2 separate regions of the Mus musculus genome follow, and region 1 is linked to region 2. The links are chromatin contacts, called in public promoter capture Hi-C maps. All regions are on one chromosome and are shown on one strand. The core of a region is the stretch at or near the end of the contact, and the rest is flanking DNA. Distances in the headings are between cores, read along the strand shown. Region 1 holds the start of Fabp4 (fatty acid binding protein 4, adipocyte). Region 2 has its middle 60 kb from the start of Gm33365.

Region 1 (2,700 bases), core at 138-2,637, 85 kb after region 2:
CTGCAGAAGCCAATACCTGCCTACTCTGCCTTAATTACGGTTGCCAGTTCCACTCAGGAAATATCTACTGCCTTTAATCATGGGTCTCTCACAACTTAAGTAGTGTCATTATAATTTAGATAGGAATGGTAGCAGTATGAAATGTTTCAAGTGGTCAAGAGCTAAAAGTGTCTCAAGCCCTGGTATTTCTGGCTCAGTGCATAGTAACTACCACACTGAACAGTAAACAGTCGATGGGCTAAGTCATGCTGAAATTCCCGATATTCTTCTTGTCTGCAAACAAGACAACAATATTGACAGACAACCAAAAGTTCCCACTGTATAACTGAGGGAAGGTTTGCAGGTTGAGGGGAGTCTGTCCTAACGGAGATACTCTGTAATATGGGGAGGTCAGGAGAGAGGGCTTCAAAGCAGACGCTTCCTGATGAAGTACATCGCTGGCTGGGCGATGGCCCCTCTATACGGATAGGCAAAGCTGTTTGGCCACACAGCAGCCTGTGGGCAGTGTTGACAGGACATAGACCGTTGTGAGCCCATATCGTGGGAAGGGCAAGTTCTATGTGTGCTTTGCATGCCCTGCTTTCCTTCTGAATTACTCACAAATCTATGACATCACATATCACTCTAAACCAACGAAGAAACCTTTAAGTCCTTGAAGGAAAGTATCTCCGGAAGCCAAGCTTTTGTCAACTGTAAAATAATCACACATTCTTAGGCCTTGACATTGAGACAGAAAAGAATTTGCTAAAATATATTTTCCAACATGATTTGTTTTCTAAGAGGGGCAATATCATGACTTCAGTTTTAAGTAAAAGTTGCCCCCATCCTTTAAAAAAAAAAACAAACGGAAGGAATATTTTTCTCTTTAAATTATTACAAATTTTTCATGTAAAAGGAGATGTTGAAAACAGGCAAGTAGCCAAATGAACCTCAGAATCGCAAGCTTGGCAAAGAAGGCCACATCTTGTCGTTCTACAGAGAGTAAAAGATTGTCCTGTAGACTCTTTCTTGCGGGTTCACCTGGAGGGATCACGAGCTTGAAGCTTTGAGAAAACTTCTAGGACAGACTTTTTCTTGTGGCTTCTACATACACCCTCCATGCGGGAAGCAGCATTTTCTCCCACCACAGCTCCATCCTGTCCCCCCGGGCTGCAAGGCAGCTGCAAGCCCTCTCCCCAGCCCGGGGGACCCCGACCCCCACAGCACTCACCCACTTCTTTCATGTAATCATCGAAGTTTTCACTGGAGACAAGCTTCCAGGTTCCCACAAAGGCATCACACATTTTGTAAACCTTCGAGGAGGAGCTGTCTTCCAGGTGAGAAAGGCTGCAGCACAGGAGGGTGCTATGAGCCTCTGAAGTCCAGATAGCTCACTTTTAAAGATGCCCTGACCATGTGACTGTAGGAGTGACCAATGGGGGCCAGATCATTTCCTTCATGACCAGACCCTGTATGTTTTCCTCTGAGTCATGTTTTTAATAGAAATTTCTCAACTTTGGTTCTCCCTGGCAATGATCACTGGACTTAGAGTACAAATTATTTTTAACCATGAACAGAGTATTTTAAAGGTTCCTGTTTTGACTGTCAAAAGCTAATGCATTGAACTTCCCCCCATTATTCCTTATGGATTTGCCTCATTGTGGAGGAGACAATTATCTTGGACACATTTGACCTTCTTATCTTGAGTTTTTATTTTATTAATACTGCAATAATGTGTTTAGTTCTTCTGAATTTGAGAACATAAAAACTATCTTAGAGATTCTTAGTCTTAATGGCTCTTTTGTTAGAATAGTGTTTATCTCAGGAATTTTAACAAAATAAATAATGACATTTTAAAGTAGCCTAGTTTTTTGATTTTTGGTTGTTTTGTTTCCTTGGTTTTTTTGGTGGGTTTTTTTGTTTTTGTTGTTGTTGTTTGGCTTTGTTTGGTTTGGGTTGGGTTTTGGTTTGGTTTGGTTTTTGAGACAGTCTCGCTGCACAGCTCTGGTAGTCCTGGAACTTACTACCTAGACCAGGCTGGTCTCTAACTCAAAGAAACCTAGCTGCCCCTGCCTCTGGATGCGGGCTACAGCGGCCTAGATTTATAATTTCAAATATTTAATACATACTTAAAATACATTCTGCTCATTGCTCAGGAATGTAGTGCACAGATTTAATTACATTAAAAGTTAAGCCTTATTCTTCCCATTCGTAAATAGCCATGTAGTACTCATTTTTACAGACCCTTCAAAAATGGGTCCCAATGCAAAATATGTCCCTCATTTCATTTTTGAAATATATTGTAAGTTTTAATTTCATGCAGACCTAAAGATTGTGGGTTTATGTGAATGATCAGAAGTAATGTGGTCATGAATTATCAAAACCTGTTTTCTTCTTTGACACAGTGACTCATCTGAGATAGCTTTTATAAAGTAATCCAGTTTCTCAGCCTCCCTGCCTCACAGCAGAATGATGGGAGATGTTCACATGTACACCAGTGCCTGCGAGCACACCCACATTTCAGGGTGTTAGAGAGAGATGGACTGCTGTACAGGGGCTCGCTGAGAAGTACCTGCTCCCAAGTCCCTACCAGCCCCCAAAGTCTGGGGAAACAGACTCTGAAACATGATATTTTCTGTAGGAAAATGGGCTACTGTAAAAGTTTGATAAATTTAACTCACAGTAACAACTTTTAATCGCATCTGCTAGTGTCAGGGGAAC
Region 2 (2,700 bases), core at 25-2,524:
AACCAAAATTGCAGTCTGTAACCACCATGAAACTCCAAAGAGTCTGAGGGACCTGGAGAGGCTCCAAAAGGTGATGTATTGGAAAAGAGTTTGAAAAGTCCCGAACAGCTTCAGAACAACTAAGGAAAGAAAGGAAGAGAGAGGGCTAAAGGGAAGGGGAAGGGGAGGGAGAGGAAAAGGGAGAGGGAGAGAGAGAGAGAGAGGGAGAGGAGAGAGAGAGGGAAGGAAGGAAGGAGGAGGAGGGGGGAGAGAAAGAGAGAGAGGGAAAGAGACCAAGTCTTATGGAAAGATGCTTTTAAAAAGTGCATCATCCTGAGTGAGGTAACACAATCACAAAAGAACTCAATTGATATGTACTCACTGATAAGTGGATATTAGCCCAGAAACTTAGTGTACCCGAGATATAAGATACAATTTGCAAAACACATGAAACTGAAGAAGAACGAAGCCAAAGTGTGGACACTTTGCCCCTTCTTAGAATTGGAAACAATCACCCATGGAAGGAGTTACAGAGACAAAGTTTGGAGCTAAGACAAAAGGAGGGACCATCTAGAGACTGCCATATCCAGGGATCCATCCCATAATTAGCCTCCAAACGATGACACCATTGCATACACTAGCAAGCGTTGGCTGAAAGTACCCAGATATAGCTGTCTCTTGTGAGACTATGCCGGGACCTAGCAAACACATAAGTGGATGCTCACAGTCAGCTATTGGATGGAGCACAGGGCCCCCAATGGAGGAGCTAGAGAAAGTATCCAAGGAGCTAAAGAGATCTGCAACCCTGTAGGTGCAACAACATTATGAACTAACCAGTACCCCGGAGCTCTTGACTCTAGCTGCATATGTATCAAAAGATGGCCTAGTCGGCCATTGGACAGGCAAACTTTATATGCCCCAGTACAGGGGAATGCCAGGGCCAAAAAATGGGAATGGGTGGGTAGGGAAGTGGGGGGGAGGGTATGAGGGATTTTTGGGATAGCATTCTAAATGTAATTGAGGAAAATACGTAATAATAAAAATTATTTTTAAAAAAGTGCACTCACAAAATTGGAAAGAGATGGCTGAACAGAGCCATGCATGAGAGAATGAAGAATCTATACCCTTGTCCTCTCTGTCTCAGCCAGCAGGCTGAAAACACAAAGACTGTATCCAGTAAGCTGTGGTGAAGCCAGAACCAAGGACAAGAAGATGCCCAGTGGCCCCAACCTCTGGAAGAACAAGTTGTTACTGAATAGGGCCAGCCCTAGAACCATTGGCTGGCACCAATAGAACAGCATAGAACACTGTGAAGGCAATCTGTGCTGATTGACCTGCTGAGAGACAGCTCAAGCCAACCACACTTCTGAGAGCCTATAAGTACAAAGGTCAAGCTTTGCAAGCTTCCTGGCAGCCAGGATATTGAACAGAATTTGCTACCTCCCCCCACCCCCACAATGCCTTACCTAGCCATCTCCCTGACTCTAGGCAACAGCAGGATATCTGAGATGAGTTTCAGCAATGGTTCTGGATTCGTGGTGCTTCAGAAACCAGAAACCTTGAACCAGACCAACGACTAGTTGCAAAAAATATGTGCATTTAAAGCTCATTGGGAAACCAAACCAAAACACAAACAAACAAACCTATGTGTCACATTGCACTGTCCAATGCCATGACATCAAACTAATATGTGATGGATAGGTGGGAACAGTAGAGGAATAGAGTGGAGAGTGCCTGAAGGGGAGAGGTGATGGAGACTCAGCACAGTGACAGGTGTGAGAGAGGTGCAATGCATGCCAGGAATGTGTTGTTGCTGAGCAGGGCTGATAGAGTGCTTTACAGCCTGGAGCTTGTGCAGACTCCGCCCTTAAACACACTGCCCTGATCTCCCTAGTTCTGGGCAATAACAAGACATCGGAGATAAAGAAAGGTTCCTTTTCTGAATTGGACCCCTATGATCCATGCTGCCCCAGGAGGCCACTTAAGTATCTGTGGCCTGCTGCCCCAGGCCATATGGAAGCCTGAGGTTTACATCAATATCCAGGGTCCTTTAATAGGCTGGGGCCAAGTGTTGCTACCTGAAGCCATATTGATGTCTGTGGGTCATACTACTGCTGGTGGGGCATGTGGATGTCTTTGGCCTTTGTGGCAACTGAGGGCTATGGTGGTGTCCATGGCCTGTCTATGGTCTGTTCTGCCATTGGAGACCATGCTGAGGTTCATGTCTTATGCTGCTACAGGAAACCATGTGGAAGTCCACGGTCCCTGTTCCTAAAGGGCAAGGGAGTCCTTTTTGACATGGCATTGATGACTAGAGACTCATAGTTGAGAAAGAGGGGCATAGAAGGGACATGTGACAATTCCAACCTCCATGCTATCCCACTACTCAAAAACAGTAACAGTCTAGACAGAAAGTCATCAAAGAGAACTCTTAAAAATTGTGATAAGGATGCTGAAGTATAGCTCTCCAGAACTGATGGTTTCTGATGGGGCTGCAGCTAGGACAGACTCAGGTTGTTTTGTTTTAAAGGGGCTGGCCACTGGGAAATTGGCTATGCTTCTGTGAATAGATGGGCAACACCATCTGGACTTGTTTTCCTCTCCCCCTCCTCCTTCTTCTCTTCTTCTCCCTCCTCCTTCTTTCTTTTTTATGGGGGATCACAAAGGCAGGGGCAGGCTTAGGAGGACTAGAACACAAGTTTAATCTGGGTTCGTAATGTG

The links. Promoter capture Hi-C pulls out the DNA fragments that hold promoters and counts their contacts.
Region 1: a contact with region 2 is called in a promoter capture Hi-C map of liver. The contact joins the promoter of Fabp4 here to the enhancer-like site in region 2. A contact is called at or near these places in 5 of 39 promoter capture datasets (the 3T3-L1 cell line, liver, macrophages and 1 more), 1 of 484 Hi-C or Micro-C datasets (adipose-derived mesenchymal stem cells), 1 of 115 datasets of contacts at active chromatin or transcription factors (heart atrium) and 3 of 9 other capture datasets (adipose tissue, liver and macrophages).

The regions. Positions count from the first base shown.
Region 1 is chr3:10,207,229-10,209,928 of GRCm38.p6, forward strand. Fabp4 (fatty acid binding protein 4, adipocyte) reads right to left here and starts at 1,388. Exons shown (of 4, transcript NM_024406.3): 1 at 1,211-1,388. The coding sequence starts at 1,283.
Region 2 is chr3:10,122,492-10,125,191 of GRCm38.p6, forward strand. No RefSeq gene overlaps it. Among named protein-coding and RNA genes, the nearest start is that of Gm33365, 60 kb to the left of the region's middle. Within about 2 kb of position 1,275, at least 15 of the 459 cell types and tissues checked have an H3K27ac peak or open chromatin away from gene starts, as enhancers often do. A contact at or near this core is called in liver, where this site is marked.